Regions from separate parts of the Triticum aestivum genome. Here region 2 is linked to region 1. The links are chromatin contacts, called in public Hi-C maps. All regions are on one chromosome and are shown on one strand. The core of a region is the stretch at or near the end of the contact, and the rest is flanking DNA. Distances in the headings are between cores, read along the strand shown. Region 1 holds the start of LOC123145075. Region 2 holds the start of LOC123141639.

What was found. Hi-C and Micro-C count contacts between places; a contact is called where the count stands out from the background.
Region 2: a contact with region 1 is called in a Hi-C map of leaf, with 6 times the contacts expected there. The contact joins the promoter of LOC123141639 here to the promoter of LOC123145075 in region 1. A contact is called at or near these places in 2 of 5 Hi-C or Micro-C datasets (both in leaf).

What each region holds. Positions count from the first base shown.
Region 1 is chr6D:355,296,932-355,303,215 of IWGSC CS RefSeq v2.1, forward strand. LOC123145075 reads left to right here and starts at 3,202. Exons shown (of 10, transcript XM_044564387.1): 1 at 3,202-5,055; 2 at 5,864-5,953. The coding sequence starts at 4,973.
Region 2 is chr6D:355,836,593-355,842,876 of IWGSC CS RefSeq v2.1, forward strand. LOC123141639 reads right to left here and starts at 3,402. Exons shown (of 2, transcript XM_044560729.1): 1 at 2,922-3,402; 2 at 2,469-2,699. The coding sequence starts at 3,208. The coding sequence ends at 2,927. LOC123145077 (E3 ubiquitin-protein ligase At1g63170) reads right to left here. Exons shown (of 5, transcript XM_044564392.1): 5 at 4,528-4,989. The coding sequence ends at 4,813.

The DNA of each region.
Region 1 (6,284 bases), core at 1,952-4,451:
ATTTATAATCAGGACAACCCCCCTGGATAGGTGTGGAAAAAAACTAGCTTTGGGAACCAACTTAGGTGTGAAAGAGAACCAGCTTTGGTTTGACTAAATGGCTTAGAGACTTAATGAGGTAGCTTCTGGAAAACTCTCATTGGAGGTGGTTGGCAGTTCCCAATCAAACATTGTTCACTGGAGTCCAACAATGTTTCCTTCAGCAGCAAACTCGAGTTCTGGGAACGTTTTGCAAGTTGGGATATCCAAACTCGTGCAAAACATTGTTTCGTCAGAATCGGAACATGTTTCTTCAGCAGACAACTCATTTCTTCATGAACTCCTAACTTTGTTTCTTTGCCATAAAACATTGCTTTGCACGGACTGAAATGTGTTTGGCCTTCTTCGATAGTGCACCTGAGTTCAACCAACAACTAAGAAGGTGAAAGTGCAGCCATGTGTTCAAGATTATAGTATAAACTTAAGTTAGCATTCACCTGGCAATGTGTTCGTTTGAGACGAAATATTATGATTTCTACTTTGATGACCAAGGACGTATAAATGGTTTTCATGTCCTCATCATCCTCCCCCTCTTGAAAAGGAGTCGTCCTCGACTCTAAGGGTTCAACGGTTTTCATGTCCTCATCACCTCTCATTGCCATGCCGGATTCGGTCGCCCCTGTTGTTGCACCTGGACACCCTCCCCTACCCTATAAAGAGAGCCCCCGAGACCCCCACCCCTCCCTGTGTGAAACCCCCTCCTACGGGAGCTCACTCCCTCTCCCCACCTCGCCAATTCCTCGCTGGAGTTCGGCGACTCCGACGATCATCCACCGCCGCCCGAGGGCAGGGCCGAGCACGCTGTGGTGATCCTCGAGCCTGCCCCGGCTGCATTAGGTTATAAATAACGTAGGTTTGGAGGAATCATCTCAATAATGGTATAAATTTTGTAGTAATAATTTAATTTGTTATAGGACAAAATTAGCTTTATGCAAAAATTAAACTTAGAGCCTCCACCAGCTGAACTGCATATAGAGATAGAAATTTTCATTATTATTCTATGGTGTGACATTGCCGGCATATTCCATGTGTTGACCTATAGGGTTGCAACGTCTTATGTTGCAGAGTTTTTCAATGAGGAATAAGGTGAGATAGGTTGTTGTCCGCACTCAGCTTTTGACGTGGAGTTGGATTGACTCATTTACCTTCGATGCTTCCGCATTTATTTATTTTAGAAGATGGCGTTCAGCCATATTTATGTAATAAATACTCCTTTGCAGGACTTCGATGTAACAAGTGTGTGATTGAACTCTGTTATATTTCATCGAGTACTGTATGTGCTAGCAATCCAATCCTGGGACTAGCACTTAAGTGCAAAGACTCCGGTCGATTTGGGTCGGGCCGCTATAAGACCGCGTGGTCCGGACGTGTTTTGTCATCCAACCCAGCCTGTATTGGTCCGCCGACCGGTCCAGACACAGTTTGTCCTGCAAATGGAAGCAAAGTTGGGGGGAGGGGCTTTGCGGGAATCCGGACAGCAGCCACGTAGGACTCTGACACCTCTGGCCCACAAAAATCCCCCCTTCTGGTACCATTTTCTTCCAATCCACCCCTTCTCCACCTTGCTTTGAATCTGCACCCTCCTCCTCCGACGCCGCCGTTGTACTTCTTCAACCACCACACGGGCATTGTCGGATGTCCGCACCAACACCGACCCACTCACTCGCCTTTTACGACGGCGCCGTCCACCCAGGACTCGTCCACAGCCAGGTACACTTCGTCCCCCTGTCGACAACGTCCATGGCGGACACCTCGCCTGACAGATGTTTGTTCAAATGTCATTGAGCTTATTTTCGAACGCCATGTTGTCTTTTTAGAGTATGAAGAATGGCGGGGTACTCGACCATGGGGGATGAGTTGTTGCGCGATGCGTGGTTGGCCGTATCCTCGGATTTCGTAGGCAGGAGCAGAAAGGGGCTCTTCTGGCAGTGCGTGCATGATTCGCTTCACGCCCAAAAGCACATTGCGCCCTACGACATGCACATCATCAATGAACACAAATGTGAAGTCGATATCGTATCAATGATACGCCATCCAAACCACCGTCACCAAGTTTTGTGGCGCGGTTGATATGTTGGAGTCCAGGTGACATTGCGCGCGGCAGCCGAGGAGATCGTAAGTTTTGCTTCTTCTTGTTCAACTTGTCGATTGTTGCATTCATTCACTCAATGTTGCTCTACACATTGTGTAGCCTGTCCGTGTTGCCATGATGTACCGCAGGCTAGAGGGCAGACCATTTACGCACATGCATTGTTGGATGAAGTTCAAGGGGCAATATGTGTGGGACGACATGATCCGTTAATGAAAAATTTGTTGAACATCCGGTTAATCTAGTTGGATTTGAACTATTGTTGTACTAGACTAATTTGCATGCTATGTGTGGGTGATTTGTGCCGCGGTGCTCCCACATCCGTGTCCACGGTCCCCCCCCCCCCCCCCCCCCCCCCCCCCCGCCCGACTGATGCAGGAGGAATTGCGGGTCAAACTTGATGATGCCCTAATATACTAGTATATACTCCCTCTGTCCCAAAATAAAAGAACATTTTTAACACTACACTAGTGTCAAAAACGTTGGGACGGAGGGAGTATTTGATATGGTAGGTTCCGCCCAAGTGCCCGTATCGGTGTTTCGCAATGATGTTTTCATGATATATAAACAATAAAACCTATCATGCTAACTATAAGGTAGTGTTAATTATATCAGCTGCATCATATTTTTTCACAATGGTTGAATTAATATGTTTTTTGTTATAGAAATAAACCACATAAAATATGTGCATCGATCGATGCACAGGTCGGGTTTTCCTCCTTTCGGAAGAGAAGAAACAAACCATAGCTCTTTTTTGCAAGTAAATAACAGTACTGTTTCATCTAAACAAACAATACCGTGTGATATGGTTCTAGTGTACAACAAGATGAGCTCGTTGATTATTATTTTTGCAAGCACACAATGGGCATAAATTCCTTTCAAACTCCAGGCACATGTCTAGCTTTCTACTCGTGCATGCCCATTATATTCCTTGCACTGAATCAATCTGAAGATTGATTGCAGAAAAACTACTAATCTACACATGCAGGAGAGAGGCACTTCTTCTTGCCGGTCTCCCGTTGTTCGATCTCTTCTTTTCACAAATTAAAGTGAGGGGTCCAAGGAAATGAGAGCCCAGGCAAAAAGCAGCACTTTTTGTGTAGTGTCATTGACCTTACCAGACTATATACACTTGGAAAGCCTCAGGAGACAAAATCATGGGCCTTAACGCCAAGAATGATGGCATCATATAGGCGTCTTGTACTAGCTAGCTACCCTCATTAGCCTCCAGCTCTTAAACCTTTCATCCCTAGAGTCCCTTTGTTACGGTTACTGAGACGATTTAGACGACACGGCTAATTCCATGTCATTTTGGCTTCTCTCTGTTGGATGTGCTTCTCGGTAAAGCGACGGTCTGCACTAATTACCTTCGTTAGGAAGTGATATTCTGCTCCTTTTTTGTACAGCGGTGCGGTAGAGTCCACCGGGGCAGCCAGCAGGTCTGCGTCCCGGCCCCCTTCTTGCCTTACCAACCAACCTGCAAGATGATGGCGGAATGGTTAGGGTATGTCTGGGACGGACGTACAATGATGGCGTCGCAGACATATCGGGAACAAAAGGGGAAAGGGGAAGGGAAACCCTAGAAATATTCTCTTGGTAGCCACTCAATCATGGGTGACCACTGACCACACATGATTGGGTTAATTACCAACAACATCGGCGCACAACACGAACCACCATGTGGTCCTGTTCCTCATGGTCATGGGAAGCAGCAAATAACCCACAAGAATATGCGTAGTATATGGTGTTCTGGCTATAGGAATGAGCGATCTGTCAGTCCTTGCCTGCCTACTACGAATTTTTAGAAATACTCGCGCATTATGATCTTGAGTAGAGTCACCATGTTAGTCAAGATTCCCCCGAATGCGTGGGTTCTCTTCTCGGTTGCCGCCAACGTTTCTTTTTCTAGGTAGTACAGTAGTGGATTCATGCATTATTAGTAGTGCATTATTCAGTTCCAGGGACGCATATATGGAATTATGGATGCAGGGACTTGCCTTACCGGGTATAGTAGGCGGTGTTGGTGTTCATACACAATGGAGAGAGAGAGAGAGAGATGGGTCTTTCAGTGATGTGGGTGACGAAAATGACGCCGGTGATTAGGACGATTTGCAACCACATGTAGAGTAGCTATAGCTTGAAGAATATCTACTGGAAACATCCCCGTGAGAAAGGCACATAGGGCACTTGATATTGGTAGGAAACCTATCTAGCTGAAAGAGACAAGGTGGACTGTCGGTATCAGATCAAATTTCCCTTTGTAAAAGACGGTACCGTAGTGGGGTGTAGTAAAAACAAGTAGTAGTAGTGCATGTATTTAGACAAAGGATGATATCGTGTGTCGATTATTTAGCTCCTACAGGCATGTTGCGTCTTGATTTCACAAGCAAGATTCTTTTCAGCCGGGAATCCCCGACTGAGGAAAAATCACCAGCCGCCTGATCGTGAACACTGTCAAGTTGTGATAGAATAGAAGCGGCAGGAAAAAGAGTTGCCCGGCCGGCACGGCGGCACCGGCCTGGCTATCCATCCCTCTCGGCTCTCGCCCGCGATCTCCTCCAAAGGAAGGACACGAGAAAAACGTCCACAGAAACCACCCACGCAGCCGCAGCCGAGCAAAGCTGCTGGATCATTCCTCCACCACCTCCCCACTTGTTAAAAGGCTCCGCCGCTCCGCCCCCGCCTCTCTCCTCGCTCCCGCTATTTATCGGACGGCACCCTCCGCGCTTAAACCCCTCGCGCTCCGCCCACTCCACCACACCGCCCTCCTCCCTCCGCCCCGCCCGCGCCGGCGTACGTCCTGCTGCTGCGCGCGCGCTCTAGCCTCGGCCCCTCCCTCGGTCCATGGCGGAGGCACTGGGAGCGCTGTGCCGCGGCGGAGGCTGGTCCTACGCGGCCATCTGGCGCTCCGACCGTCGCGACCCACGGTGAGTCATCCCAGAGCAACACGCATCGCTCATGCGCCTGCTGCTGCTCCTAGATCTGCCTTACCTGGGTGGGCCTCTTGCTAGGTGTAGGTGTTAGTTCCTGCCGGTAGTCCAGGAAAATTCTGGTTCTGTGTTTCTTCAGAAATTGTCTGTGCAACTTTACACCGCGGCGTTCATTTTCTCGGGATTTTCCATGGAGTGCGAGATCCCAACAGCAAACTTGCGTGACACTGCCTCTTGTTCTAAAAATCAAAAAACAGAAGCGCACATTCGGATCTCAAGCCTGAATTTGCATTTTCGTCTGCTTAAATTCGTTTTCTCCCGGCCGCTCTGACAAAGATAAAGGTTAAAAGAAAAGCTTACCTGAACTCTATAGTGTGTGTTGTTCTGTATGCTCATTTCTTGCACTGTCAACAGGGATAGTACACGTACGTGGCTCTCAAGGACTTCGTTTAGGCAGCAAAGTAGTGCATATCCCACTAGCAGTCCTCTCCTCTTGTAGCTATCCGATCTCCGCCTGTAAACTGTAAGCACGTACGCGATACTGTGGAATTTTTTGGTCAAATCTTCTGAGGATATCTTTCTTTTAGGCACTGCAAAAAGTTAACCATCATCAACCATTTTAATTGTACATATTTCTTTGCTTATTAATGTGAGATCTCTTAGACCTGTGCAAATTTTAGACCCTTTTCTCCCTGGAACTTGTCATTTCAGTCTACCTACTCATTTGTATTTATTTTTCAGAATTCTGCTGATTCGGCATATAAAACTGTAGTTTCTTACCTATGCTTTGCTTCTCATGTACAAGTTTGCTAACGATTGGAGAGTGCCACTGCGAAGATGAAGCCCGAAAAGTTGTTGAGAATATGCTTAATCAAGTCCATGTTGTTGGAGAAGGGTATGCCACAGTGACGTCCTTTTATGCTTGATTCGGTTTTCTTTTGCAAGCCTTTACATTGGTATCTCTGTTTTAAATGGTTTTGTGTCATTCCTCAAAACAAAAACAAAAAGGGATTTGTGCCGACTTGTGGCTAAATACTGCAACAATTTTTTCCTGTTAAGGCGTTATCAAATAGTTACGAGCCCTGATTTTGCAGAATATTTGAGATTAACATATATGGTGTTAACTCTCTCACTGTCAGCACTATTTTTCCCCGACATTTCATTTTTCAATTTGTACTGTTCCATCAAGTTGCTTTTGCTCTCAACCACTTTGCTGATAATGACTC
Region 2 (6,284 bases), core at 2,152-4,651, 540 kb after region 1:
GTTCACTGGGTTTTTTCATTTACTTTTACTATAGTTTGTTCTTATATATTTTTTCTTTCCTTTTAAGGATTCTTCGGTCAATAATTGTCTTCACTTTCTTATTTTTGACTTGATTGATATTTAGTGGATGCAATGCTCACAAAAGTTAAAAAATGATTGTGATTTTTTTTAAAAAAATAACAGGTTTAAGAGTGGTGACCTCTTAGAAAATGTTCATGCATTTTTAAAAGCATTCACAAGTTCTAAAAAATATGCGCAATTTTTAAAATAATCAAATTTCACAATTTTAGTAATTTTTAAATAAAAAACAAAATAGAAAAAATAACTTGAAAAAATAGAAGGAAAGAAACATAACATAACTTTAAAAGTAAAAATAAAATAGAAATGGGAAAACCATGATAAAACTAATAAAAATAAGAAACAGGAATTGTTGTGAAAATAGAGAAATAAAATAAAATAAAATGCACCTGGGAAAAACACCAACCAAAATCTGTTAGAAAAAAAAGGACCTAGGCTCATCCCATAGAAAACAGCCCCACATACATGAAACATTTTTTCATGCAAATATTTGTTAGTAAAAATGATTAGGAACAGTGTAATTTTATGTTAATACGTGTGAAAAGTTTTTTTTCAACACATGTACATTTTCGAAAACAATGTTCATATACTTTTAGAAGAGCTCGAAGAATAAAAAATGTTCAATATTTTTCAAATTTTAATATAATTAGCATTCATTGAACATTTTCACATATTTTAAAAAAGTATGTCTTAGAAAATGAAGTGTTCAGCCCAGTTTAGGAAAAGGTTAGTCAAACTAATAAATGTTCAATTTTTTAGAAAACTTATATTATGTTTGAAAAGTGTTTATGCCTTGTAGTGAAGAAAAATGTGTTTTAAAAAATAAGTAAATAAGAATGAAATTGAAAAATGAAAAGGGAATGAGAAAGTAAAACAATACCGAAATAGAAAATGTAAAAGGAAACAAATCTAGAAAAGGGCGTTCGCCCATCCGAGGAGCACCTGAGGTGACCGCTCTTTATATGTCGGATTAGGCAGATATAGCATCGGTGATCACTATGTCATATAGTAGTAGTGGATTACTGGGTTGACTCACACTTGTGTTGGTTATTACCCTTTTTTACCCCTAAAAAAAGGTAATTTCGGCCAGCCACATGTGCGGCTCGTTGACGTTAGGTTTTTCATCTGGTTTTATTTTCCTTTTTTATGGCTTTTTGGGTGGGTTTTTACTGTTTTGCTGTATTCCTCTATTTTTCTTGTTTCTTCTTTAAAATATTTACGTGTTTTTTAATCTGTGTAGATATTAAAAACTCAGGACATTTTTATGGTTCATAAACATTTAAAAAAACCAAAAATTTATGAATTTTTTAATACTTTTATTTGACTTCTTATCAGCATAAAAAATAACACCAGCAACACTAAGTATTGTGCCACATTCTTTTGGATCTTCTAGTCCACTCTTTGAGTGCCGAATAGGCGCTGTATCGCGCATGGGCCAGGCTAAAATAGAGCTCGAGCGTGAAACCTCTTCGCTTGCTAGAAAAGCGATGCTTTACCCGGAAAAATAAACTACTTGCTCGCACCCTTCATAAGAAAACCGCTTGCTAATTGGCCAGAATACATAAATGGCTTCATGTTTATTTTCATTAAAAAGGTATTTTTGAAAATATGTGCTCCCTCCATCCGGAAATACTGGTCAGAGAAAGGGATGTATCTAGACGTATTTTAGTTCTAGATATATTCATTTTTTTTATCTGTTTCTCTGACAAGTTGACGGAGGGAGTACATATGTTTAGAAAATATCCACATATTTAAAAATATTCAAGATTTTTCAAAATATTCACTTATTTTGAAATGTTGAACAGTTATAAAAAGTTCGTAGGTTTTGACAATATCCGCATCTCCGAAAAATGTTAATAAATTTAAAAAAATCTCTTTAGTTAAAAATTATTTAATTTTTATATAGTCTATTTTATTTTATTTGAATTAACTAAAAAACATAAAATAGCAAAAACAGCTTGAAAACTAGAAGAAACAAATTGAACAACAGAAAAAAAATACTGAGAAAGGAAAACCTTGAGAATAATGGAAAATGAGAAGAAAAAAGAATATAAGCGAAAAGATAAAAAGAGGTAAAAATTACTAGAAATACCCCGGAAAATATGAATAGGTAGGGCAAAAGGAGCTATGCTCATCCCAAAGAAAACAGCCCCGCAGTGAGGAAAATCGGCCTAGTTGGGCCGGCCAAACAATGCGTTCCCGTGTGCGTTGGAACGGGAAATTCCACATTCTTTTGCTTAGTGATTACAATATTATTCCCTTACTGATAACCTTACTGAAATATATTGCAGCGCGTTGCATAGCAACCACGAACCGATTGGCAAGTTTATGGAAAAGATCTGCACGGTTGCATAAATATCATGCATATCGAGAGCAACAGACACATTTTATGAAGAGAGCTCCTTAAGATAAATGAAGATGAACTAGTGCATCACCAACATACACACCATGCCCCGCCATGAAAGGCACATTGACAAAGACAAATATCGGCATAACTGCACAGATCTGGAAAACATCACTTCCACTGCGACGCATACAACTTTGGACTTTGGAGGCTACGATCCTAGAAGGAAATTTATCACTCTAGCTAGCTTGTTAACTTCAGATTCATGAGACGCAACCTGCAAATAGAGCAAAAACGAAAATAGAGATGTCACACCTATTTGTGAAGTTTAGGCCATGACTATACTATGGGTAGAAAAGGGAAACGGAACAAGTCATGCGCGAGCAGACGCTCACCATTGTACTGAACGTTACGTGCAACGAGTACAGCTGTGTGGATGAGAGACGTGTTGATGTTCTTTGTGTAAGGAAAGAATGATCGTAGCCATAGATCGACCAACCAGCGTCATTTGGCGTCGCGGGCTGCGGGCCGGGAGCAGGGTCCCCGGCGGTTGGACTCCACGGCGCTGTCAGGGAGGGGGCGATCCAGCGGGAGCTGGCCACGGCCGCCGGCGGGCGGCGGCCCCCGGTGGCAGAGCCTGCGCGACGCTCGCCGCTCCTCGCTGACGCCGGCGGCGCCCACGAGCACCTCCTGCACGAAGGAGCGCTCCACGCCGTCGAGGAACGCCGCGTGCCGCTCCTCCGTCCACCCCTCGCCGCGCGCCAGCACCGCCAGATGATCGTCCATCCGATCCCCGGCCACGTACGGGTGGGCGCGCCGCACGGCCCGAGGTCAGGGTAGCGGTCGACGTACGCAGGCCCGCTCTCCTCGACGACGGCCAAGGGCGAACGTTATATGGGGCCGGACGAAATAAATATCTAGCCAGCCGACAAGGCCGTATGTAAACGCGCGGCGTGCGTATACTCGTCACAAACTTATACCAGCACTGATCCCACTTGTTACTAGCAGTACGTATTCGCTAGCTATATCTAATGGCCATGTCAAGCGTATCATATCAGCATGGCGAGGCTGGGCTGGCGGGCCAGGAGGAATGCGACGTGCGGCGTGTCGCATGTAGGCGTTGAGGGCTTGAGGCCTTATCTCCTGCAGATATTTTGTCTGCGTGACGCGAGTGAGTGTTACGGGCGGGCGGCTACGCAGCAAGTCCTTGGGGACAAAAGTGTGCCGCGCTTTAAACAAAAGTTCTGCGCTTTTCCTGATCCACTCCACTGCATATGCCGTGTTCAAAAGGGCGCGAGAAATATCTTGAGCGAACTATATGGAACCCCAACTTTTAAAAAACTTATGTCGAAATTTATAAGTTTTCTTTGGTTGCATAATCGCAACTTTTGCGCTAATAATTGTCACCTCATCCCAATCATCCATATGCTGCAAAAACTGACCGACTACTGCGTATGCAGGAGGAATAAGACGTCGGTATTCATAGAGACTAGGATGCATTTTTAGTTTCCGTAAAGGTGTTTTGTGAAGGCATGTGCTACTTAATATATGGCCTTTGAACTTTTCGCAAATATTTTGAACGACAATTCAAAGTTTCGCCCACATTTTGACCAAATTTTGATTGTAATTCAAAGTTTCCAAAATTATTTTAATCGAATATTGTGGAAAAGTTTCGGCTCAACTGGATGAGGAGTTTGAGAGAATAATTAATCTAAAGTTTGGGGTTGGCCAAATTATGGAAAAGTTGAAACTTTCCAAATAAATGAGAAAATATAGAAAATCGTAAATAGTTCATGGACCCCAATAACGCCCGAACATTTAGGATTTGACCATAGCAAATCGAACCTTTACAATGACAATTTTAGTGACTCGAGGATGGTAATTTTAGTTGGTAAGCATGGCAACACCGTGCTCAATGTTTTTTTTTTCTTGCCAGAAAATTGCCCTGCATGTCAACTAAACTTATCATCCGCGCGTCACAAAAAATTGCCATCCAAACATTCGATTTGCCATGGTCAAATCCCGAACGTTCTAGCAAGTGACCAGGTCAGTAAATCAAGGAGATCTATGCCAAAACTCTCAAACACAACACTATACAAAGCAAATAGGCAAACATGACTTCTTGACATGGTTTCACGAATGGGCATTTACAAGATTACATCGCTATGGTATTGTGTAACAAACAGTTTTAGCTGATATACACCACAATGTGTAACTTCAATACACAATGACTACCATGACCATATATAAATACACAAATTAACATGAATCACACTTCCTTTGTTATATTAGCTAGGGCGCTCAAATTCACAATCAGGAGTTTATCATGGATAAGTACCGTTGTCGTGACATGAGTCGCCCGTCGAATATTTGGATTCACACTTGGAGATTTATACTTCTTCACTACCACTGCTGCTGCTGTTTTTCCGCACATTCAACTTACACAAAGGGCAAGTTGCATTGATGTGAAGCCACTTGTCAATGCAAGCGCAGTGGAAATGGTGGCCACAAGGGAGTTCACGCAGCTCGGCGCCATCATCATACACTGAAAGGCAGATGCAACACTCCTGCATCGACCAAGCAGATGATGAATCATTTCAAAATAAAGTTAGTATATGAGCTCATAGAAAAGCAGAAGCAATGCAAAAATAAGCTGAAACACGACCAACAGGCTCAGGATGATGGTGCTAAAACAAATGCACTTGAGCTAAAGAGCTGATAATTCATTAATCCGGTTTCTAGTACAACAAAAAACCATTCGGAACAAAGTAATTTTGACGCTAAAACCTATGTGTATGTGCAAGGATTTGTTATGTGCACAAAGAAAAGCAATCCCTACAAAGACTATAAACATGTTTTGTAAACATGTTTTGTCAAAATGTACAAGTCAATTAATAGTAAGCATAGGTTCATTTGTTTACGACTAGATAATTGCCCGTGCGTGGACCACAAATATTTTGTACACAGTCACCGTGATTTACCTTCCATTTCATTAGCAATGTGACTTCGCACCAAAAAAGTACTTTGGTTGCCAACTGAATCAGTACTTATTGACTCACCAAAGATAACATGATTTTATTTGGTGGGCCAATAAGACGTGCAGAAGTTGAGGCGGTTTTCAAGAAAAAACAGCAAAACCGAAAACGGAGGTGGAGCGGGAAGGGAGGACGAAAAAAACGACGTAAGACGGAACCTTGCATATTTTCAAGTAGGAAGAGAATCGGTACCTATTGGCTTGCCAAAGAAAACATGGGTTTATTTGGTAAGCCAATAAGACGTGGGCAGTTGAGGTGGTTTTACTTCAGCAAAACCGAAAACAGAAGTGTGGTGGGGAGGCAGTACAAAAGAAACGCATGTAAGACAAGACCTTGCGTATTTTTTAATTTCTTTATGATTTACGATATCAAATTTAGACTCAGATACCATGTTAATGGGATAAATGAGTCCCACCACACTACAGCTTGACCTCTCCATCTGGATATTTTGTTAATGGGATAAATGAGTCCCACCACACTACAGCTTGAAATTCCTCGCCATCTAGATATTTGCAGCGAGGATTCACAGCAGAACACCTTTTTGCATTTCCCAATATTTACAGGGAAATATTTCGTAGTTTTGTAGCTAAGCTGGCCATGACCATGAAAAACTGTGATACACACCCTCCTTTTGGTCTTGTCTTAAGTCAAACTGTTCTAAGTTTGACCAACTTTATAGAAAAAAGTATTAACATATACAATACTAAATAAACTTTACGGAAAAAAATCCTGATAGATCTTGTGATACTGATTTGGTAGTGTAGATGTCAATATCTTTTCTACAAACTTGGTCAAACTTAAAACAATTTGACTTAAGACAAGACTAA